Regions from separate parts of the Mus musculus genome. Here regions 1, 3, 4 and 5 are each linked to region 2. A link is a contact called in public promoter capture Hi-C data. All regions are on one chromosome and are shown on one strand. The core of a region is the stretch at or near the end of the contact, and the rest is flanking DNA. Distances in the headings are between cores, read along the strand shown. Region 1 holds the start of Zfp568 (zinc finger protein 568). Region 2 holds the start of Eid2b (EP300 interacting inhibitor of differentiation 2B). Region 3 holds the start of Egln2 (egl-9 family hypoxia-inducible factor 2). Region 4 holds the start of Numbl (numb-like). Region 5 holds the start of Cox7a1 (cytochrome c oxidase subunit 7A1).

Region 1 (2,700 bases), core at 23-2,522, 1.7 Mb after region 2:
ATCTATTTTCAAATGACAAGTCGTCATTAAGCAAGTACTTCCAGAGGCATTCAGATGTTGGGGTCATGGGGTGTGCAAATAATGAGGAAAGGACCAAGAAAGTCGGAAATAAACCACAAGTAAACTTTATACCCTCCCCCCGTCCCGTTCCCTCCCCCCCCCCCCCCCCCCCGGGAAAACACTTCTAACTGGTTAGGGTCACAAGTCAGCTTCGACCTTTGACAAAGGGAGAGAGCAGTCTCCTTTCTCCTTTTGAAGCATAAAGGCAGGAGCAGAGGTTCAGGGAACAATAAAGAAGGAATTTGTAAATTGAGGGTTAGTTCTGGAGCCCAGGGTGTGGCAGGTAGGAGGATGTTCATTCAGGCTCAAGGCTATTCTAAGACAGAGGTCTTATCTCAGCCTTTAGGGAGCTCGCCCAGGCCTGGTGGTTTTACTGCAGCTTGAAAGAAAGTAAGGCTTGCGGGCATGCAGTAAGATGGGGGCGGCCGTCCAATACCTGGGATCACTCTGGGCTCGGCACAAAGGAAAGCCCGGCTCTTTGTGGTTTGTAGTGCATTCTTTGCCTCTTTTGGGTAACTGACCTGGCAATGGGTAAAACTGGGAGTAGACATAAAAAAATTGTGACCCTCCAGGTCTTTCTTGGCCAGGCCAGAGATCATTACCAGCCTTGTCCCCATTATCCATCCTGCGTAGAGAATGGAGATTAGGAGAGAACTGGCACCCTGACCAATTTGCGAATCTAAACCTCACCTCAGAGATTGTTCCCAGGAGCAGAGTTCTGAAGTCACAACCACTCGGGTGACAGGAGCCCCATGGTTACATGCAAGATGCCACATAGAGGTAGGCACAGTCTTACACTTAAGCCACAACTCCACAACGACCAGACATTTCATGTCCTCATAGAAAAGCTATCAGAATGTATTACAAACAACCACAAAAACTATTCCAGGGCACTGCGTCCGCCCAGTCGCAAGGCTCCTGCCGAGAGGCTGGACAGGCCACTAGCCTTTCTGGGAAATGTAGTCCACAAAGGGACAGCCACCTAGCGCCCCCAGCGCCTCCTCTGGTTGTTCCGGAAAAGACCGTCCCCGCAGCTGCTCACGTCCAGCGCTGCTTCGCCGGCGGCGTCACCGTCTCGCCGCGCTAATGGGCTCAGCCACCTCGGCGCCTTCGGCCATGACTCCTGTCCCTAGCACAGGAAACGCCAGCCGAGCTCTGACCGGAAGTTGGGTCGGGCCGCGGGTCCTTCTGGGAGCACCTGTGCTCTGGGACATAACGGGCGCGCGCTGCCGCCCGAGTGGAGGGGCTGGCCGTGCGTGGCCCGCATGCCGCGTCTCTGAGGTTGCGTCTCGGGAGGTTTTGGCTGGTGGCGCTGCGGGGACCTCTCCACGGGAGAGGCACGGGTGGTCCGGTTTGCGCCGGCCGTGGGCTTCGGGCTGGGCGCGGGCTCTCGGGGGGCTCGGAGTATCCCGGGTCACAGCTTTGCGGAGAGCTCCGGGCCAGAAGGCGGGACTCAAGCCTGTTCGGAGCTGCAACCAAAAACCTGGTAAGAGTTTGTGCTACTCTGGAGATTTGGAGGGGGTGTGGTTGTGCGAGAGCGAGTGTCCTGTCGTGGCCATGTTTGGTGGTAAGGGGTTGAGTAAGGGTGTGGTGAGTGTGGGGATGGCGTGGCGTGTGCAATTGTACCGCGGAGTTCTTAGGTGTGTAGCATTTGGCGTAACTCGTAACTACGGGGAAAAAAAATCTGTACTTTCTAATGATTTCCCCCTCCTCATTGCCGCCCTTTCAACACTTTCTTCTCTAACTTTTTTCAGTTTTTCTTTCTATTATTACCTAATGGCTTGCTTGGCTTATTTAATTTTTAAAAAAATCTTTTCTTTTCTCTCCTTTCCTTTTCCTTTTTCTTTTTTTCTTTTTCTTTTCTTTTCTTTTCTTTTCTTTTCTTTTCTCTTCTTTCTTTCTTTTACCTTTGTAGTGTTGAATTTAAATCTAACGCTTCAATCACACCAGGCAAAAACTGTACCAATGAGCTACATTCCCAGCCCTGAAGTTAGTTTAATAATGGCTGAAAAAAATTCCTAAGCTCAATAGCAAACCAACTGGGATTCCTTCAGTTCACGTTGTTAGCAGATTCATTGCATTTAGCTGATCCAGGCTGTATTTGGTTGAAATTCAGATCTGCTCTCTGTTTGTTGTTTTCTGGTGCTCAAGTTAAAAAGAACTGATTCCAAACATATTTTCTTTTCACGGTGGATTATGGGAGCACAGGGGAGATCATGCAAAGACTCTAAAAAACCTCTGCTTCAAATGTGTCCATATTTAGCCAAAGAAAAGTTGTGTGGGTAAGCTTGTAGTCTATTAAAATAACTATTTGCCACATTAAGAAATCTCTAGAAATACTTTTATACTGGGTGTTACCGTTTAGTGCAAGTGCTCTTTGATGATAGTGTGCTCTTGTTTGCACTCTCTTGTGTGCACTCTCTAGCTCTGCTCTCTAGCTTGCTCACTAGCTCTCTCTCTCTCAAATTACATTTGTCACAAATTTTATATTCCAAACCCTTTGTCTTTATGTTTCAGGTTTCTCATGAGCAACATATCAGCTGAGTGTTTTTTAAACTCATTTGTCTGGCCTGACTGTTAATAGGTGAGTTTAATTCTGCTGTATTATCATACTACTGAAAACACGTTTTTATTGTTTAT
Region 2 (2,700 bases), core at 76-2,575:
AGATACAGCTGCATTTCAGACTCTTAGCACACTTTTCACATTAGCCCAGGCTGGCCTAGAACTTGCCAAGTAGCCCAGGACGAACATAATCTCATCTTCCTGCCTCTACCTCCCAAAGACTGGGATTGCAGCTGTGCTCCACCACGGGTAGCCCTCTTGTTTTCTGAGATTATCGACAGGCAGTGGCCACCCTAGGAGATTCAACAGTGTATTACACTCAAGTAAGGGAAGTGCTGCCACTGCGTGGGGGAAAGAGGCATGGAAGTGCCGAGAGAAACGGCTACACCAACCGTAACGAGCAAAAATGAAGAAAATATGCCAGCAAGATGGATCACTAGGTAGAGGCATTCACTTGCCAAACCTGACAACCTGAGTTTGGGTCCACATGGTAGGATGGAACTGACTCCTAAAAGTTATCTTCTGATCTCCATACACCTGCCGTGGCTCGAACTCGTGTGCGCACTCAAAGCTAAATGTGACACAGAAGCCAGAGTAGAGCACAACTGACTAGCACCTTGAGTTCAATAAGGTTGGAAGGAGAGAAGGCCACGACGTTGACCTTGACCTCCACAGCTGCACGGTTCCGACTTACACAGACACACTAAAAAACAGTCCGGAGATTAAAAGCACTTTTTCTTTCAGACAACCCAGGTTCAGTTCCCAAAACCTGTGTGGTAGCTCAAAACTACCTTGCTTCCTCCCTCCCCACCTTTCCTTCCCCCTCCCCTCTCTCTCTTCTCTGTCTCTCAGATAGGGGTCAAACCCAAGACCTTACACCCTAGGCAAGTTCTCAGCCACTGAGCTATCTCTAGCCCAGTTCACAAACACCCTGGAACTCTAGTTACCGATACCGTCTTCAGATTTTCTTAGGATCCAGACACACATATGGCTTACATATACAGATATGTAACAAAACATCCATATATGTGTTTGTTTGTTTGTTGAGACGGGGTTTCTCTGTCCTGGATCTGGCTCCAGAGATCCACCTGCTTCTGCCTCCGGAGTGCTGGTATTAAAGGCGTGCGCCGCCACCACCGCTAATTCCAGTTTTCTGGAGGCAGAAGCAGGCAGATCTGAGTGTATATATGAGTTCCAGGCCAGCCAAATGTACATGGACGCTGCCTCAAACAAGGCAATAAAATAATAATAATAATAATAATAATAATAATAATAATAATAATAATAATAATAATAAATTAAAGTATGTGATGCCGCCCCTGCTGGTTCAGAACTTGAGGCGGCCGTGGCGGTAATGGCACATGGCACCCCTAGAGGGCGATAGAGGTCCGGGCACCCGTCCTTGCGCAAGCACTTTTGTTTTCCAGGGCGCCGAGGCCCGCGCATGCGCACATCTTCACGCTGCCGCCGGAGCCGGTGCTTCTGAGGATTCAACGGTGGCAATGTCCGAGCTTCCCGGAGAGAGCAGGATCCCGGACCTGAGCCCCATGAACGGCGTCGGCGACGTCCTGCAGGTGGGACTGGGCGGAGGCAGTCCGGTCCCCGAAGCCCAGGAAGACCCGCTGGCCACAGCCTCCCAGCCCATGGCGCCGGCCCCGGGCCTGGCTCCCGGGCAGTTCCCCGGCGTGGCGGGCCTGATGGCGATCCCGCACGTCCACGCGCCGCTCCTCCTCCTAGAGCTGTACGAGCAGCGGATGTTCCAACACTATCTGCACACCAACCCCCTGATCCCCACCAGGCTGCTCCACGAAATCGAGGAGCGCCGCCGGCTGTTCGTGGAGGGCTGCAGGGCCAGGGAGGCGGCCTTCGACGCCAACCCCCCGCAGATGGACTCGCACGCCCGCGCCTTCATGCTGGCGCTCACGGCCTCCGACGCCCGCGGCCCCAACGCCGACTGAGGGGTGGCCTTCACCTATAACCTCCGAGGAAGGAGGCCGGAGGACCGGACTTCAAGGTCATCCTCCGCCATGTAGCGAGTTGGAGGCCAGCCTGGGCTACAGGAGACTGTCTTTTAAAAATAAAAAATAAAAATAAAAGATTGGTGGCCAGGAAGTCAGGTGACTCCTAGAATCAAGGGCAAAGGCAGATGTCTGGGCAAATGTCATGAGGTGGGGAATCCATGCCAGAATCCAGCCGTGGGCAGGGTGGAATGAAGCAGGCCGGGAGAGAGAAGGGCACTTGAGGCTTGAGGCTGACAAGCAAAGAGGACTCTTCTGACTTCCACCTTGTGACTGTCAGCAATCTTTCCCTCCCCTGCATTTGTTGAAAATCATGGTTGCTTCACTGCGAAGGACGATGGTTTTGCAAAGATGAAGTCTAAGAAATATCAATGAAAAAGACCATAGAAATCAGCGGAGATGCGGGAAGAAACCAGGGGATGTGCTTGCTAGATTCTGTTCCTCCCGGGTTTTACTGAGTAAGAAGAAAGCTGTAAACCACTTGGACATTTCAGAATTGAGGGTCGTCCCATCGTCAGCTGACAAGATCCATGTATCGTTACTTCTTGTGTTTGATGTTCTGTAGACGAGTTGTAAATATTCAGATAGGGAAAACCATGTATGTGTTGTGAGATGAATATTTTTCCAGACCTTGTGTAGTTGTAACCATGCGGAAATAGATGAGTGATTATTTAAATAATACAGACACAAGACTCAAATTCTGCAAAAGATACTATGGGAAGTTAAACTTATCTGCCAAATTGAAAATAGGTATCCATACAGATTTGTGTTTTCTGTAGGGTTT
Region 3 (2,700 bases), core at 126-2,625, 1.1 Mb before region 2:
GGACTCTGACACAGACCCTGGCAACTGAGGGAGAGCTTGATTCAGGGCCTGCGGCTGGCACGGGCTGTCCATGGCAGCAGTGTCTTCATCCCCCGGGCATGGAGGGCACGGCCCGGGCCCATGGTGCCACCCTCCTCCGCCTCCTCCTCCTCCACTTGATGCAGCCCGGGGCCGCTGGGCCTCGTGTGGGGCAGGGTGAGGCAGGGCAGGCAGCAGGGGCTCCTCTAGTGCTCTGGGGGTGCTCGCTGGTCCCCAAGTCCACAGTTGTCTCTAGGAGCTTGAGAAGGGACTGATGGGGGTGGCTGGAAAAGAGAAAAGGAAGAACTTAAAAGAAGTCAAGAGACGAGCAGGTGGGAAGGGGTGGGGATGGTACCAGCAGGAAGTAGATGACAGACTGGGCCACAACAAACACACACGCACACAGGGAGACAACATGGGGCATATAACTTGGGAATTTGAGAGGGAATGTCTGGCATAAAGAGTAATAGAGAGAAAGTGCAGAGAACGTTGCATGACGGCCCAGAGAGGAAGGTGATAGGGAGACAGATATCTGTGGACGAAAAGCGACGATGCAAGTGGAAAATACAAGGTACCTGCCTGAGGTTTCTATAGAGACTCAGAGAGATGAGGAGGGAGGAGACACAGAAAACGGGAGTGTGGAATCTAGGGTAAAGTCAGGGTTGTGGGGAACCAACGGGCAATGCCACCGCGCAACATTCGCGGGAACCTAATCGCCTGGGTGGAAGATTACGAGCCAGGGCAGGCGGGGAAAACCGGGAGTCCAGGGACAAAGAGAACAGGGAGAAAAACAAGACGGCAGGGGAGCGGGAGGGCCGGTGGGGTCGACCTGTGCCCTACGGGAGGAAGCCTACTGGGGCCCGACACACACCCAGCCGGAAGGGAGGTCCTGCCAGACGGACGGACTGACGGAAGGGAGCCCGAGAGCAGAGTCCGACCCGACTGCCTTCCTCCCAACCCCCTCCGCCAGGACCCAGGGGCCGCGGGACGCCCCGGGTGACTGAGGCGGGGCCGCCTCGGCCCGGCCCCTCCCCTTGGTGGTTATTGCGCGCTCCCGTGGCCCCCAATGGTCCGCCCCACCGCGCCGGGCGCGCGCTTCCTTCCCCACCCCCAACGCCCTAGCGTGGGGTCGCTGCCGCCCGCGCGCGCTCCCGCCTCCAGCCCCGTCGCCCGCGCCCGGCCACCGGGCCTCAGACTCCTTCTCCTCCCCGGGTCTTTCCCTTCGCGCGACCTCCTCACCGAGCTTTTTCCTCCGGCCTCGGCGCCGCCGTTTGTGCCAGCCGCCCTGCGCTTCGCAGCGCGCCATACCCCGCCCCCCACCGCCCGCGACGCCCCGCCCCCGCCTCGCCCGCTGGGCACGTGACAGCGGCCCGGCCGAGGAGACTGCGCGTGCGCGAACCGCACGTTGACAGGAGGCTTAGAACGCACTGCCCAAGAAGTGAGCTGGTCCGGGACGCGAGGCTTATTTGCATTATGTGCTCCTCCCCTTCCACGCGAAAGCAGACACGCAGGTTCAGTAAAAGGCGTTCTGTGAGTTCTCAAGACGGCCCCTTGGAGAGGGGTACAAAAGAGCAGTTTCACACAGAAAGGCCCACCCCTCGGAGCCAAAAGTGTCAGTGAACTTGTCAGCTGGGTTCTTGGCATTTGCTATGCAAATGTCTCATTTACATGGGCCGCTCCTGCACACAGCCCAAGAGTATATTGAGAAATGACTGCGCAGTTAGTTGGAAAGTGTATGTAAATTCCTACGTCAGTAATTTACATAAGCACTTAAAAAAAAATAACGGTGAGTACGGGACGTCCTTAGAGAAGCGAAACCGGGTAGAACAAATGAGCAAATGTGTACTATTTGCATGACCCGCTCCTCGCTGCTCCCTCAGGGCAACTGTGGGAGTCAGATTAAAGCAACCTGGGACAGACTCACAAAGAAGACATTTGCAAAACCCAGCTCCTCTGTAGCCCAAGCGGATTTTTTGTTTCTGTAGTGCTGGAGACTGAATCCAGAGCTTCACATGTGCGATGCAAGCGCTCTACCACTAAGCTACTCTTAATATTTATACCACCATTCCGGGGAGGGCTGTGTGGATAGGGTTATTTGAATGCCCGACCCTTTCCACCAACTCCAGGGCCTAACAAATGGGCAATAAGTGGGCTTGGATACTTGCTGACATTTTGTGAGAGCAGCTGAAGCTGTCCTGAGGGGGGCTGCACCTGTCTCCAGAAGGCTATGGCTATAAAGACATCAGGGTACATTAAGTATGACCAGGAGTCCGGGTTGCACAAGAACCACAGTGGCACATGGCGAAGAATGTTCGTGTTCGCAGGCACACAGACACACACAAAGAAACAAATCTCCATCAGTGCACACACAAACCTCAGGAGCACGTGTTTTTAGGAACACAGTGAGCCACCGTCCTAGTTTGCAGACATGAGGTGGTGTACACTAAGTCAAACCAGGCACAGACTCAAGACCCCCCCTTAGATTCCCAAGTCCTCGGTCTTGATGTTGCACACAACAGCAGCCTCACCAACACAGTCACCAGGCCAGAGACTACTCACATGCCACAGTGTCATACTGCCCCATACATGTCACACACAGGGATGTCATCGCTGCACACACCACCTTTGATGGATCGTGTACTGCCACTACCATGAAGCATGTACACAACCTGGGATGGGTAC
Region 4 (2,700 bases), core at 90-2,589, 1.0 Mb before region 2:
GTGCCCGTCTCCACGCCCACATCGCCTGCCGGGACCTCTTCCAAGATACCTACCACCGCTACTGGGCCAGTCGCCAGACACTGCCGCTGCCAGCAGCCTCCTGACTAGGGACCTCCCTGCCGACCCCACCATGACAGATTCCATCCAGGGATACCAGCTCCACAGCAGGCAGTCCCCTCCTCCTCTTTCTTGGTCTCCAGAACCTAGTTTCTTGCCTTGGATCTTTGGGCCCCTGGAGTTAGCTCCCTGATCCTAAGTGAGCAACCTTGAATTCTGAGGCTAGGAGCCAGCAGAATCCTGCCACCATCTAAGTGAGCCTTGGGTCCACTCTCATGTGAAGGAGACGCCCCTCGGCCCCAGGTCTTCCAGGATCTGCAGGGGAGATGGTGGCTGTTGGGGGCGGTCCTCACCTTTGCCTCCCTTGCTCCTCTACCAGCTGCCTTCTTCCCGGGTTCCAGCCTGTGTATTGGAGGGTGGGGGTGGGTGCTGATCCTTTCCTCCGAATAAAGGCACCCTTTCCCTGCCCCCAGTTCTTTTCTCTCTGTGCTAAGGGGGAGGAGCTCACAGGCAGCTCCAGGTGCAGATGGCCAGACCCCCCACCCCACCCCCTTGTCTAGGGCCATCTGTTGCAGGGAACCTCCTCCGCCCCCCCCCCCACGTGCTGACCACCTGCTCCAAGGGCTGTGGCAGCTGAGAAGTACCCTTCTATCACATACTCGCCCCCCCCCCCACCCCCCAGCTTCAGGCTCCCTCCTGTTCCTGACAACCTCGCCTTTGCTAATGGGCCCTAATGCCCCTAACAGCTGCTCTGCCAAACCTACAGGACAGGGGTAGGGGTGCAGCTGAGTCCAGAACTAGGACCTGGTCTAACCCAATGCCCACTTCTCGCAAGCCAGAGTGATCTCCCTCCAGGACTCCAGGGTCTGTTTCTTTTCCTTCCCCTCCTCTCCCCTCCCCTCGCCTGCAAAAAGTGCCTCGTCACCGCTTCTGCCCGCCCCCGCCGGGCTGGGAGAACCGTGGGGTTAAGCAAGATTTGAGGACGAGGCGCCTCCCAAAGCAATTCTTCAGAAGCAGAACCATAGGGGATCTGAGGTCAGGGGTTATGGAAGCAAATAGAACCTGCGCCTCAACCTGAGAGGCACTCCTCTAGGGATGCGTGCAGGTTCCCGCAAGGCCAGACCAAGGGGCGGGGCGGGCCGGCCTTTGCTTGGGAGGAGACCCGGTAGTGTTTATGTGGGGGCGTGGTCTGCGGGAGGGCGGGGTTATCTTTTGCATATACAGCAGGCGGCGGGCCAATGGGCGGGGTCGGGGCGGGGCGCCGAGGGAGGGATGCTCCCCCGCCCCCGGAACGGAATCCTCCCGGGAGCCGAGCTGGCTCGCGCGCTTGCATCCCGCACCAGCCGCCGGCCCCGGGCCGGGCCCGCGTCAGACCGAGCCGCCGCCACCACAGCAGCAGCAGCACTCGGGAAGCCGGGCCCAACCGGGGCCGCGGGAGGCGGGGGCGCCCGGGCCCTGGATGTCCCGCAGCGCGGCGGCCAGCGTGAGAAGGGCGGGCTCGGGGGGCTCGGGCCGGGGGCGGCGCCGCTGCTGATGTGGCGAAGGGTGGGAGGCGGCAGCAGCGCCCGGATGGAGAGAAGATGCCAAGGCTGGAAAGGGTGGTCCTGGGTGGGGGTCCGGGAACAGGTTCCTGGCAATCCCAAACCTGCCAGACTGGGGTCTGGTCCAGCACAGGCCATCTCTGCGAAGGCCCTGAAAATAGGGATCCTGGAATACAGATTCCCCCCAAATCATGGACAGGGCTACATAAATTCTAGGTAAAACTCCCTGGGCAAGGTTTGGCGTTCAGGGTCCGGATACGGTCCCCTTTATCAAGCTGAGGCCTTAACTGAGCCGATTCCAGACAAAATCAGTACTCTTCCCTGCTAGAGGGTTTCTTTGAGCACAACAGCCCCCTGGGCGATGTCTTGAAGATGAAGTCCCTGGATAGAGCTGCCAAGGCTAAGGCTCTGGGGGATGGGGGGGCGGTTTCCAAGTACTGTCTACTCCCTGGGGTCCTGGATCCAGCCTGTCCCCCCAAGCCCTTGGGCGGTGTCCCAGGCAAATCCCCTTCTCAGAACAAGGTCTCTGTGTCTGAAACTCCACCCCAGCGTGAATAAAATAAGGAGAATTTCAGGCATTCCCCTACCCCACCTCCACCCCATGCTTAGTCAGGGGTCTCAAGACATTGGTCTCCTAGGCCACCCCTTTTGTCCCTAGGGCTGCTCAGCGTCTAAGAGAGGCCCCACCCGGAGACAATGCTCAGCTTTCCCTTGCCCCCCAGGCTCCAGGATTCAGCCTGGGCTGGGGGCGGCTCCCCAGAGACGGGTGGAAACCTGTCTGTAGCCTCTGTGGTGACCAGCGGCTTTGTGTGGTTGTGTGTGTGTGTGTGTGTGTGTGTGTGTGTGTAAGGGTTGGGGATGTGGCTAGAAGTGTGATCTGGTGTTTGTGTGACTGTAGCTGTGTGTGTGCTTGCATTACAGCTGGCAAGGATGAGGTATCCTGCGTTGTCTGCCTGCATGCTTGTGGTTGGATGTGGTGATGTCTGGTGTGTGTGTGTGTGTGTGTGTGTGTGTGACCGTGGATGTGATGGCAGCCGTTCACTGTTCAGACTCCTGTACTTTTTAGACTGTGTTTAAATAGATATGCATATGTCTTTTTGTG
Region 5 (2,700 bases), core at 120-2,619, 1.9 Mb after region 2:
CAGAGACAGGCAGGCAGATTTCTGAGTTCAAGGCCATCTTGGTCTACGGAGTGAGTTCCAGGACAGCCAGGGCTATACAGAGAAACCCTGTCTCAAAACCTAAACCAAACCAAAAAAAAAAAAAAAAAAAGAAAAGATCTAGGAAGCTTAATTTCAGCTAAAAAAACAATACAAATGCCCCATATTTTTCTCTAAGGGAACAACTCTTTCTCCCTCTGCTCTTTCCATCTCTCCCATCCCCTTCACGACCCCTACCTCCCTACCCTCCTCTCCTCCATCTGTTCACTGTCTATTCTTTTTTATTTTGTTATGTGCATTGGTGTTTTGCCCGAATGTATGTGTCTGTGAGGATGTTGGATCCCCTGGACCTGCAGTTACAGACATAGGTAAACAGCCATGTAGGTGCTAGGAACTGAACCAGGGTACTCTGGACTAGCAGTCAGTGCTCTTAATCGGCAAGCCACCTCTCCTGCCCTCCATTGTCAGTCCTTAAACTGTTTTTTTTTTTTTTTTTTTTTTTTTTTTTGAGACAGGGTCTCTTTACGTAGTGCCTGTAGCAAGGCTGGAACTCACCGTGTAGACCATTGTAGAACAGTGAGCCTCAGAAGTGCAGGAATTAAAGGTCTGGGTCACCACGGCCCGCTTTTCTTTTTTCTTTTTCTTTTTTCTTTTCTTTTTTTTTTTTTTTTTTTTTTTAGTTTTTCGAGACAGGGTTTCTTTCTCTGTGTAGCTCTGGCTGTCCTGGAACTCACTCTGTAGACCAGGCTGGCCTCGAACTCAGAAATCCACCTGTCTCTGCCTCTGCCTCCCGAGTGCTGGGATTAAAGGCGTGTGCCATCACGCCCGCACAGCCCCCCCCCGCCCCTCCCCCCTCCTTCTCTCTCTCTTTTTCTCTCTCTCTCTCTCTCTCTCTCTGTCTCTCTCTCTGTCTCTCTCTCTCTCTCCCTCCCTCCCCCCCTCCCTCTCTCTCTCTCTATCTCTTTAATTTCTTAAATCAGTTCTGGCCTGGTAAATATCTTTATCTGTATCGGGGTGACTCCTTGTTTCCTCAAGAACACTGGGGAAGATCCTGACTTGGCCCTGAGGAAACAAATATGGAAACTAAGGCTCCAAGGTGCAGTGATCACTCATTCAGAAGACAGACATTTATCTCTGCCCTCACTGGCTCCCAGATTATCAGCAGGGTAACCCTAGATAACAGCCAGGGAGTGGCAAGTCCCTGAGCCACTGTCATTGGGGTCAACCCAAATGCGGAAACGATGACTGACAAGTTGGAACACTTTCTCTCTGACCCTATTGGACAAATCTAATTTGGTCACGCCCCACCAGTCTGGGAGTCAGTGGGCGTGGCTTGGGATTCCCTTAGGGTAAAGTGCTGCACGTCCTTGGGCGAAGAGGGGAGGTGACTCGGAGCTGCTGAGGACGCAAAATGAGGGCCCTACGGGTGAGGCCCCAGCACGGGCTGTGTCGGGGTGGAGGGGAACCCCACAACCCAGATGCCTAACCTAAACATGCCAGGATCCGGAGTCTTAGAACAGGTGCACCCTTCAGACTGGGACTTCCTCCCTGGCAGCCTGAGCTTCCAGACAGCACTATCCTTAACATGGTCCAGAACCCTGGGTTTAAGCCTCCGTTTACCCGAGTCCCCCTTAACATCCCAGGGGGCCCTAAAACCAACTCTCATGGAACTTCCAAGCCAGTCTTGCCATCCCTGGAACCTGATTTTCTGGTATTAATCTAGCCCTCTCCTTCAAACCCCATAGCGCCCATTTCACATTCTCAGCACTGGAGTCTCTCACAGCCTGCAGAGAGTTCCAAGCTGTAGCTTCTAGACACCGATTCCCCATCCCCACTCCTTTGTTTGTTTGTTTGTTTGTTTGTATGTTTGTTTTGACACAGGGTCTCCCATAGCCCAGGCTGGTCTCTAACTTGCTATGCAGCTGAATGTCCTTGACCTCCGACCTCCACCTCCCAATTGTAACAACTTATGTGACACCTCCTCTCATTTTCTAAATGCTTACTAAGTAGCCCAGGCTGGCCCCAACTCCTGCTTTCCTCTTGAATGCTGGGATAATAGGCTTCCACCAATGTCTTGACAGATGTCCCCACCCCCAACCCCCACCCCACCCCCGCTCTCACTAGTAACTATCTTGCCTTAAGATATCTTACCTAGTTCTTCATCAGAAATGTAGTCCCCACATCGCAAAGCGCTCCCTTCCTGCGGGATCCACATGAGGGCAGATCTCCAGGTGCTCCCTACAGACCCATCTCCTATCCCTCCAGGTCTCCCAGGCTCTGGTCCGGTCTTTTAGCTCATCTACCAGAAGCCACTTAGAAAACCGTGTGGCAGAGAAGCAGAAGCTCTTCCAGGTAGGCGGGACAGAGTCTCTGGACCTAATGAGGGGTGGGGGTCGCTGGGCAGGTGGAGGTCTGTGCAGGAGCCAGCAACCCTGTTCTCACCCCTCCAACTCAGGCCGACAATGACCTCCCAGTACACTTGAAAGGCGGGGGAATGGACAACGTCCTGTACAGACTGACCATGACGCTGACTCTGGGGGGTAAGTGCAGGACCACTGGCTTGCTCTGGTCATAAGAATAGCCAGGGTCCTCGGGCAGTGGTGGCGCATGCCTTTAATCCCAGCACTTGGGAGGCAGAGGCAGGCGGATTTCTGAGTCTGAGGCTAGCCTGGTCTGCAGAGT

Evidence for each region. Promoter capture Hi-C pulls out the DNA fragments that hold promoters and counts their contacts. Capture Hi-C pulls out chosen DNA fragments and counts their contacts.
Region 1: a promoter capture Hi-C map of adipose tissue shows a contact between it and region 2, with 2.8 times the contacts expected there. The contact joins the promoter of Zfp568 here to the promoter of Eid2b in region 2. A contact is called at or near these places in 2 of 39 promoter capture datasets (maxillary cranial neural crest and pre-B cells), 1 of 115 datasets of contacts at active chromatin or transcription factors (astrocytes) and 1 of 9 other capture datasets (adipose tissue).
Region 3: a promoter capture Hi-C map of cranial neural crest shows a contact between it and region 2. The contact joins the promoter of Egln2 here to the promoter of Eid2b in region 2. A contact is called at or near these places in 2 of 39 promoter capture datasets (cranial neural crest and pre-B cells).
Region 4: a contact with region 2 is called in a promoter capture Hi-C map of liver, with 3 times the contacts expected there. The contact joins the promoter of Numbl here to the promoter of Eid2b in region 2. A contact is called at or near these places in 2 of 39 promoter capture datasets (both in liver).
Region 5: a promoter capture Hi-C map of liver shows a contact between it and region 2, with 5 times the contacts expected there. The contact joins the promoter of Cox7a1 here to the promoter of Eid2b in region 2. A contact is called at or near these places in 2 of 39 promoter capture datasets (liver and neutrophils) and 1 of 9 other capture datasets (liver).

Annotation. Positions count from the first base shown.
Region 1 is chr7:29,982,683-29,985,382 of GRCm38.p6, forward strand. It overlaps Zfp568 (zinc finger protein 568), which reads left to right and starts at 1,273. Exons shown (of 10, transcript NM_001167872.1): 1 at 1,273-1,546; 2 at 2,578-2,644. It overlaps Gm31735 (a long non-coding RNA gene), which reads right to left and starts at 839. Exons shown (of 2, transcript XR_001778074.2): 1 at 751-839.
Region 2 is chr7:28,276,381-28,279,080 of GRCm38.p6, forward strand. Eid2b (EP300 interacting inhibitor of differentiation 2B) reads left to right here and starts at 1,326. Exons shown (of 1, transcript NM_001177427.1): 1 at 1,326-2,700. The coding sequence starts at 1,401. The coding sequence ends at 1,856.
Region 3 is chr7:27,165,427-27,168,126 of GRCm38.p6, forward strand. It overlaps Egln2 (egl-9 family hypoxia-inducible factor 2), which reads right to left and starts at 1,376. Exons shown (of 6, transcript NM_053208.4): 1 at 1,258-1,376; 2 at 1-302. The coding sequence starts at 72.
Region 4 is chr7:27,257,422-27,260,121 of GRCm38.p6, forward strand. It overlaps Numbl (numb-like), which reads left to right and starts at 1,340. Exons shown (of 10, transcript NM_010950.2): 1 at 1,340-1,540. The coding sequence starts at 1,517. It overlaps Coq8b (coenzyme Q8B), which reads left to right. Exons shown (of 15, transcript NM_133770.2): 15 at 1-528. The coding sequence ends at 104.
Region 5 is chr7:30,182,802-30,185,501 of GRCm38.p6, forward strand. Cox7a1 (cytochrome c oxidase subunit 7A1) reads left to right here and starts at 1,370. Exons shown (of 4, transcript NM_009944.3): 1 at 1,370-1,444; 2 at 2,284-2,370; 3 at 2,474-2,558. The coding sequence starts at 1,430.